Linked DNA regions of Mus musculus: regions 1 and 2 are each linked to region 3. The links are chromatin contacts, called in public Hi-C and promoter capture Hi-C maps. All regions are on one chromosome and are shown on one strand. Each heading gives the region's core, a stretch centred on a gene start, on an enhancer-like site or on the middle of the called end of the contact. The rest is flanking DNA. Distances are from core to core; before and after follow the strand shown. Region 1 holds the start of Zswim4 (zinc finger SWIM-type containing 4). Region 2 has its middle 13 kb from the start of Mir181c. Region 3 holds the start of Podnl1 (podocan-like 1).

Region 1 (2,822 bases), core at 185-2,684, 110 kb after region 3:
CATCTTCACAGGGACACAAGATGCTGAAACCATAGCACTGGGTCAGTGTCACAGCCTCAGAACGAGCCTGAGGAAGCTGGCATGACAGCTTGAGAACCTGAAGGGGTCAGCATTACTACATCAGAGATGAAGTCAGCTCTTCAGGATCCCTAAACCAAATTGTTCAGACTCCCAACATCAGTTCCACCCTGGGTATTTCTTCCCCTGTTCCTCCCCTGAGGAAAAAAAAAAAAGCCCCTTCTCTAGGAGGGAAGGGCTGACCTGCCATCCCCTGTAGACTCCAAGGAATGGAGCCAGCATTCGAGGCTGTGTTCCAATCTGAGTTGGCTAGTGACTGGCTGGGTGACCTTGGGCAAGTTTCTCAACGTCTCTGTGCCCCAGTTTCCTCAAAGTGAGAACAACTCCACAAGGGCTCCAGAACCTGCCCAGAGTTCTCTTAGCACCTGGCTGGGCCAAGGCAGATCTGTGAGAGTCCTGAAGACAGTTTTACGGTTCTTCTGTGCATGTCACATAGGGTGAACAGCACGGAGGCCCTACCCAAGGTTTCTACGAGAGAAGGGGGAGTCAGTGATTCGGCTCCTGACAGTTGGCAGATGACTAAGGAGGGATTTTCCGGTCATGAATCAGAGCCTGCTCAGTCCACGGTCAGTCCAAACCCATCCATCCTAACTCAGGAAGAGTTGTGAGGCCAAGAACACTCAAAGTCAGACTGAAAGACAGCTGTATGGGACTGAGAGGAGCCTCGGACCCTTCCCATCTTCTTGGGGGACCCTTAGACAGAGAGAGGGGAATTTTTTCTCGGGACACCACTCCACAAGTCACAGAGTAGGGGTTCCAGGAGCCTCTCTGCCTCTGTATCCCAATCTTGGCTCTGGAATAGCTGGAGGGAGGGGGAAGGGGGGAGGAGGGGCACAGAGCCCTTCCCTCAGTGACCCTGCCTCTTGTCCCACAGTCGGGGATCTGGAGAGGACTGGTGGGCTCTGGAGGCTGGAGCAAAGGGATACAGGGGTGTCATGTATAGGCCCTGCAGAGACGGGGGTCTTCTTCCTGGAGGGTGGGACAGGGAAACCCTACGGCAGGAGTGGGGCAGTGTGGGTCTCTGGGCTGGTGTGTCTCTTGAGGAAGAAAAGAGGTCAGAATAGAGACCCGGAGGGTCGCGGGCAGAGAGGCTCGGGGTGCGGGGCCCGGGGTGGCGGTGTGGGGGGCTGGCTGCTGGGGAGGGGGCGAGGTGTGAGGCCTGGGGCAGGCCGGGGCCTTACCTGCTCGAAGGCCCAGCTCTCGGCCACCCGCTTGGCGCTAAGGTCCAACAACGGCTCGGGGCGACTGCGACGGGCCCCGGTCCCGGGCTCGTCCCCCGCGGGGCAGCCCCGGCTGCGCTTGGCCGCCGGGGGCTCCATCCGGCCGAGCCGGCCGGACGACGCGGCCCCTTTAAGACTCTTCACAACAATGAAGCCGTCTTAGCAGCCGCTGCCTCCTCAGACGAGGCCCCGCCCCCACCGCCCTATTTCTCCCTTTCTATTGGCTGTCCTCAAAGACCCGCCTCCAAGATGCCGCTGTTCATTCGACAATCTCCACGTCCGTCTTTTCTGTGCCATCCAATAAGAGGTCGCAAGAAGAGTCGCTGTCCATCACGGGGCGGTATGAGCCAATCAAAATGAGGGAACCCCACGGCTTGGCCTTGTGAGGAGTTTCGGGGAGGTCTCACGTTCATTCACAACATTCCTTCTCCGCCCCTTTGGGCCGGCCCTCTAGCCTGGCGGCTGGGGCTGCGCCTACACACGGCTTTGTTTACGGAGGGTCGCTTCCGGCCGCCTCCCGGCCGGGGTTGACTCTCTCTGAGCTGTAATGACCCTAGAAACTCAATAACCTCTCTGGGCCACTGGTACAGTTTGGATGCTCTAAGAGCCGACCCGGGCCAGCACAGTCCTTCCTAGCAATGCGCTCGCTGTGGGCTGTTAACTTTACGAGTTCCTCTTGAGCTGCGAGCTAAGACACCCCAATCCTTTCTACGTCTGTGGAATGAACATGAAATTGCCCATTTCGACCCATGAGAGTGTTAGTTTCATTAGATTGGACTTAATGCATGTCAAATCCCCCACTTCGAATCGTTTTTTCCCCCTGACTCAGCTTATATTTTCCACAGTGCGGAAGCCACTCACCATCTTCGTCATTTTTCCACACCCCACCCCCATGACCTAAGAGAACCTTGCGTTTTCCTACCGTCGCGGCCTCTCCAGCATCATTTATTCATCTAGTCCAGGATTAGATGGCCCACCACCCTGCACTACCTCTGAACCCCCCCCCCCCTTCTCTCATTATGTAACCCTGGTTAGTCTGATTGGAGATCCTCTTGCCTCATCCTTTAGAGCTCTTTGAGATACCAGGGTAGGGGGGTTGTTAAATGTCTCTCTGAACTCTGAGCTCCAAGGATCAAGTGTACGTCCATGGGGAGACAAGTCAGCACGTGGAACAGCGCCCAGCGTACAGTAGCAGTTCAGACTAAAACCTGCCAACATAGCTGTGATCCCATTTAGTGTTTAGGATCCTCAAAGCAGGAAAAACCCAACCTGGTCCACAGAAGCCGACTAGCCCACTGGTTGCTTTTGGACAGACCCCTCCCCACCGTGGCAACTAACAGTCACTCATAAGTAGCCTGTGAACCCTTGAAACAGGGCTGCTCAAGTGGGGCTCTTTTGTAGGGGGAAGAACACAATGGAGGAACTGGAGAGATGGCTCAGAGGTTAAGAGCACCGGTCAATGGATCCCAGAAGACTTGAGTTTGATTCCTGGAACCTACATGGCACATGATCGCTGTGACTCCA
Region 2 (2,718 bases), core at 121-2,620, 66 kb after region 3:
GCAGCCCTGACTAGCCTAGAGCTGGGTATGCAGACCAGGCAGGCCTCTGCCTCCCCAGTGCTGGGATAAAGGTTCAGACCAGCATGAATTTTACTCCCATACAGCTTTTGTTTACAACAGTTTTGTTGCCACAGACCCAGTTTAAGAACACCTTGGTTGGGGCTGGAAACATGACTTGGCAATTAAGAACATGAGCTCTTCCAGAGGTCCTGAGTTCAGCTCATGCAGAAAAGTTCCAATACACATAAAATGAACACTCCTTTCTGCCTCTTTGTGCCCCTGCCCTTCTGTCTATGTAGCCAGCCTTGGCTGTCCTAGAACTATTAGACCAGGCTGGCCTTGAACTCACAGAGACCCACCTGCCTCTGCCTCCCAAGTGGATTAAAAATGTGTTACTGGGAGTGGGTGGGTAGAGGAGTGGGGGGGAGGGTATGGGGGACATTTGGGATAGCATTGGAAATGTAAATGAGGAAAATACCTAATAAAAAATATTTTTAAAAAAAGTGTTACTATCCCCAACCATAAACAAAACAAACCAAAAATCCACCTTGTTAACTTTCCTTTATGTTTTATTAAATCTCTTTTAAAATTCTATTTATGTATTTATTTAGTGTGGGTGTTTTGCCAGTGTGCATGTCTAAGAAAATGATTGAGTCCCTGGAGCTGGAATCCTGGATGGCTGTTAGCAGCCATGTGGGTGCTAGGAAGTGAACCTGGGTCCTCTGGAAAAAGAGAGGCTGATGCTCTCTCCAGGCTCCTGCGGAACCTCATTTTACAGCCCTGGCAGGCTTGGCACTCAATATGTAAATCAGGCTAGCTTCCAACAAAGGGAGAGCTTGCCTGAGTACTAGGACTAATACTAGGACTAAAGGTATGTGCCCCCATACCTGGCCCCTTCTTAAATCTTGCACCCATGTGGAGGCTTCTAGGTGTCCCCAGGTCTGGTATACTTGTCTGGGTCATGCCTGAGAAGGCTCCAAGGTCTGAAGAAGAGAAGGCCCTTCTTAGGCTGGAGTGGTCCTGAAAAACAGGGAGAAGCCTCGCTCATCTCATCTGCTTTCCCAGCCAGCATTAGACAGCCTGACTCAATTAGCCTGTTGTGTGCATGGGGCCTGAGAAAATTATCCTCTGCTATCCTGGCAGTGACTCAGGGACCAGGAAGCCCCCCTCCTTGTGTATGCCAGGCCATGGATGGTGACTTTTCACATATGTGACAGATACCCAGGCCCAGGCCAGGCTCCTGGGGACAGCCTTGGTCCCACAACTAAGACCAGAGAGGGCCTTGGGGTTGGGTGGGGATGAGGACTCTTCTCAAAGGTCCTTTGTAGGAGCGGCTGATGGGGGAGGTGCCGGAGGACCCCGCCCTGTGACTCAGCCTCATTGCTGGGCAATGACTCATGCCCAGGCCCCCGCCGGACGCCACCCGCAGCAGGTGCTGCTGCCGGCTCCAGCTTCCACAAGTGTCCTCTACAGTCACTTCTATGGCAACTACTCCAGCCTATGACCCACACTCACTTTTGGGAGTGCCCACGTTGCTCTGACTGCCTTGTGTAGCCGGGTACAACCATAGACGGCACCTACACCCTGCCCCTCCTTGTGGCGACGGGCTGGGCTCTTGGGGTGTGCTAGCCTTTGACTCACTTTTGATACATGGAATTCTCAAACCGGTCCGGAGCTAGCTTCTTCCTGCCTCCTTTATAATAAATGGAGAAACTGAGGCTGCAAGAACTTTGTGCAGGCGATAGATTCAAAGTGGTCCGTGGAGGCACCAGAGCAGGTTACTCCTAAAACAAGGCCTCCATTTTACTAATGTAAATGGTAAACTGAGGCAGCAGCCCAAAGCCCAGGCCTGCCCGGCTGCGCCCCCGCCTCAGTCCTCTCGTCGCCGCCAGCCCTGGGCTGCAGGCCAGCCCGCCCGGCGCCCGCCCGTCCGCGTCACGCCGCGATGAGTCACCGCCCGCCCCGCCCCCGCGCCAACAAACATCGTGTTGCCCGGCAACGTCCTCCAACATCCTTCGGCCGGGGTTCGAGCCTCCTAGCCCTGACAGGAGTCTGGCAGGGACGCTCCCCTGATGATTTTCCCCACGTCGGGGTTCAGATCGGTCCTTGCAGTACCGATATGTGCTGAAGGTTAAGGGAGACTTCTGTGTTCCGGTTCCGGTGTGAGAACAATCGAGTTGAGAACCAGACTCACCCCTGTATGCCCGTGGAAAGGCCGATGGGAACTGGACTCTCAAGAGTCAAAGTGGCTCTCCTATAAGCAGCCGACTTGGATAGGGATTGCAGTCCAAAGTCTGCCACAGGGGCATTTCTATTTCTGCTAAACTGCTAAACTTCCAGGATCGCTGCAGGTGTTTGACATCTGTCATTAATAAGTATTGTTCTTGATTTTTTTTGGGGGGGGGAGAAGTAGGGGGGGTGGAGGTTGCTTGGTTAGACAGGATTTCTTGTATTACAGGCTAACCTGGAACTCATTATGTAGCCAAGGATGACTTCCAACTCCTGCTCCGCCGGCCTCCACTGGGTTTGGGATTACACACCTGAGCCATTCTGTTTGCCTCACCAGCTAACCCCGTGATGGGCCTGAACCTTCCTGGTTTGAAACGAGAGATAGCCTTAAAGCATTGGCATCTCCTGGGGATGCAGGACAGAGTCCCAGGTAGGTGATTTGAGAACTGTTAAGTCTGGAATCTTCTAGTGTGGGGGCATAAAAGCCAA
Region 3 (2,700 bases), core at 137-2,636:
GCTGTCTGACTGGTGCCTGCTGTCTGACTGGTGCCTGCTGTCTGACTGGTGCCTGCTGTCTGACTGACTGGTGCCTGCTGTCTGTCTGACTGGTGCCTGCTGTCTGACTGGTGCCTGCTGTCTGACTGGTGCCTGCTGTCTGACTGGTGCCTGCTGTCTGACTGGTGCCTGCTGTCTGCTGGTGCCTGCTGTCTGACTGGTGCCTGCTGTCTGACTGGTGCCTGCTGTCTGACTGGTGCCTGCTGTCTGACTGACTGGTGCCTGCTGTCTGTCTGACTGGTGCCTGCTGTCTGACTGGTGCCTGCTGTCTGACTGGTGCCTGCTGTCTGACTGGTGCCTGCTGTCTGACTGGTGCCTGCTGTCTGACTGGTGCCTGCTGTCTGACTGGTGCCTGCTGTCTGACTGGTGCCTGCTGTCTGACTGGTGCCTGCTGTCTGACTGGTGCCTGCTGTCTGACTGATGCCTGCTGTCTGACTGGTGCCTGTTGTCTGACTGGCTTCCGCTCCAGCTTGGCTGTCTTTCCTGTAGGCCAGGGCTACCTGCCTGAATCCCAGGATCCCCAATTCCATAAGCGCTGGGAACTGAACTCATGTCCTTTGGGAGAGCAGCCAGTGCTCTGAACCACTGAACCACCTCTCCCACCCTAGGTGTTTGAGTTGACAGACCTTGAGGAAGAGGCCTCTTTCATGTACATTTGACACGTCGCTTGTTTTTTAGACAGGCTCTTACGCAGCTAGTACTGGCTTCGTCGGTATCTTCCTGCCTCAGTCTCCCTAAGCCCTGAGATTGCAGGTCTGTGCCTACAACATGCTGTCCTCTCAGTTGCATTAGCTTACTGAACTCTACAAGGTTCCTGGAAGGTGAGACAACCATGACCAGTTGCGGAAAAGGAAGCTGAGGCAAATAGCCCAGGGTCAGACAGGCAGGCCAGCACCCAGCTCTCACGGACACCCACCAGCCTCTGCCTCCCTTACATTAATTTCCTTCCAAGAGCCATGACTATCTGGGGAGTGGGCAGTGGCTGCCAGCCAGGCATGAGAACAGAAGCCTAATCCTCCCTTGAGCCCTTCTGGCTGGCTTCATCTCCTTGGGGACTCTCTAACGCCTGCCCCATCCACTGGCACCCCATTCCTGTCTGTGGTCAGACCAAATACCAGATAGGGTGATTCTCAGCTTTTCCTCAAGTATTCGTCATGGCTGTGGCTCGGCTCAGGCTGGCTGAGGTTATGAAAGTGGAGCTGGGGTGATTGGAGCAGGCAGGGAATGAGGGATGGGCTAGATGAGCCCTCGGCCTGCCCTCTTCAGGGAGGGGAAAGGGACAGTCATCTTCTCAGGCCCCGCGGGGTGTGTGTGTGTGTGTGTGTGTGTGTGTGTGTGTGTATGTGTGTGTGTGTGCGCGCTCTGTGCTGAGAGATGGAGGGCAATTGTAGTCACAGCAGACACTGGAGGACGTGAGTGCTGGACAGAAGCTGGGGAGAGGCACAGCAGGGCTGACTATGGTGAGTTAGGCAGGGAGGGTCTGAAGGCAGGTCTGCCCATCCCCTGCCTGGTTCTGCCCACTGGTCCTCACCAGGTGGCTTTCTGGCCCCTTGCTTTCCTCCAGAGGCCTCAAGAGCTGCTATTGCTGCTCCTGATGCTAAAGTGGTCGTTAGCACACACGGAGGACCCTGCCTTCCCACACTTGGGTGACAGCTCACAGCCCCTCCCGAGGCCCTGTCCTTGGCGCTGCTCCTGTCCCCGAGATGACACGGTGGACTGTGCTGGTCTGGACCTGAGGATATTTCCAGACAATATCACCAGAGCTGCTAGGCACCTCTCCTTGCAGGTAAGGGCTGGGGATCTGAGAGGGAGGCATAGGGCAGGGTTCATGTGGGAGGTCCACATGGCAGAGCTGAACCTGCCCTTGCTCTGGTTCCGCTAAGCCAGGCCAATGTCAGAGGTAGAAGCATCGTGTGTCCCGAGAGTGGAGTTTGGGGTCAGAATCTTAGGACTTACGTTGTTTTGGTCAAAACACTGAGTTCAGCTGCATGGTTGTGGCATTCGCCTTTAATCCCAGCGCTGGGGATGCAGAGGAAGGCAGATAGATCTCTGTGAGTTCAAGGCCAGCCTGGTCTACAGACTTACAGCCAGGGCTACAAAATTAGTCAATAGTTGTGATGTTGGAGGTCACAGGAGTATTTTGGAATGGTTTTGGGCAAAAGGGTGTTGGGGGCTGAGATCAGAGTCTGTTGTAGTGGCCCCAGTACTAAGGACACAAGTAGGAGGCCATCCTTCACTGCAGAGTGAGGCCCTCTGTTGGGGGATGGGGTGTTGGGGAAGGCTAGAGGAGTGTCAGAGACCAGGTTCAAAATCAGCAGCCCATGTGGCTTCAGGCCCAGGGTAACCGTGTGGTTTGCTGGGTGGTGCAGTAAAGAGCTTAGTGCCTCACAAGCCTCAAGGTTGTTTGGGGTCACGGAATGGGATGTCTTCTTTTCTCCTCCTCTTCCTGTTCTCTCTGGAGATATTAGAGATGAACCCAGGGCCTGCCTTGTGGATGCTAAGCAAGTGTTCTGCCACTGGGCTGCACCTCCAGGTTGAGTTGAGGAGCAAGAGACAGGCCTTGGTGTGACTGTCTTTATTCCACAGAACAACCAGCTTCGGGAGCTCCCCTACAACGAGCTGTCCCGCCTCAGCGGCTTGCGCACCCTGGACCTGCATAGC

What was found. Hi-C and Micro-C count contacts between places; a contact is called where the count stands out from the background. Capture Hi-C pulls out chosen DNA fragments and counts their contacts.
Region 1: a contact with region 3 is called in a promoter capture Hi-C map of adipose tissue. The contact joins the promoter of Zswim4 here to the promoter of Podnl1 in region 3. A contact is called at or near these places in 1 of 39 promoter capture datasets (hippocampal neurons), 1 of 15 datasets of contacts at CTCF or cohesin (large pre-B cells), 1 of 484 Hi-C or Micro-C datasets (nephron progenitors), 4 of 115 datasets of contacts at active chromatin or transcription factors (bone marrow-derived macrophages, double positive thymocytes, effector CD8 T cells and 1 more) and 4 of 9 other capture datasets (adipose tissue, embryonic stem cells, liver and 1 more).
Region 2: a Hi-C map of 8-cell embryo shows a contact between it and region 3, with 2.0 times the contacts expected there. The contact joins the enhancer-like site here to the promoter of Podnl1 in region 3. A contact is called at or near these places in 3 of 39 promoter capture datasets (cranial neural crest, fetal liver and macrophages), 2 of 484 Hi-C or Micro-C datasets (8-cell embryo and Th1 cells), 5 of 115 datasets of contacts at active chromatin or transcription factors (the HPC-7 cell line, the SCID.adh cell line and embryonic stem cells) and 3 of 9 other capture datasets (adipose tissue, liver and pancreatic islet).

The regions. Positions count from the first base shown.
Region 1 is chr8:84,235,608-84,238,429 of GRCm38.p6, forward strand. Zswim4 (zinc finger SWIM-type containing 4) reads right to left here and starts at 1,435. Exons shown (of 14, transcript NM_172503.3): 1 at 1,260-1,435. The coding sequence starts at 1,397.
Region 2 is chr8:84,190,796-84,193,513 of GRCm38.p6, forward strand. No RefSeq gene overlaps it. Among named protein-coding and RNA genes, the nearest start is that of Mir181c, 13 kb to the left of the region's middle. Within about 2 kb of position 1,371, at least 364 of the 459 cell types and tissues checked have an H3K27ac peak or open chromatin away from gene starts, as enhancers often do. A contact at or near this core is called in 8-cell embryo, Th1 cells, adipose tissue and 5 more, where this site is marked.
Region 3 is chr8:84,124,603-84,127,302 of GRCm38.p6, forward strand. It overlaps Podnl1 (podocan-like 1), which reads left to right and starts at 1,387. Exons shown (of 10, transcript NM_001013384.2): 1 at 1,387-1,499; 2 at 1,604-1,825; 3 at 2,626-2,700. The coding sequence starts at 1,497.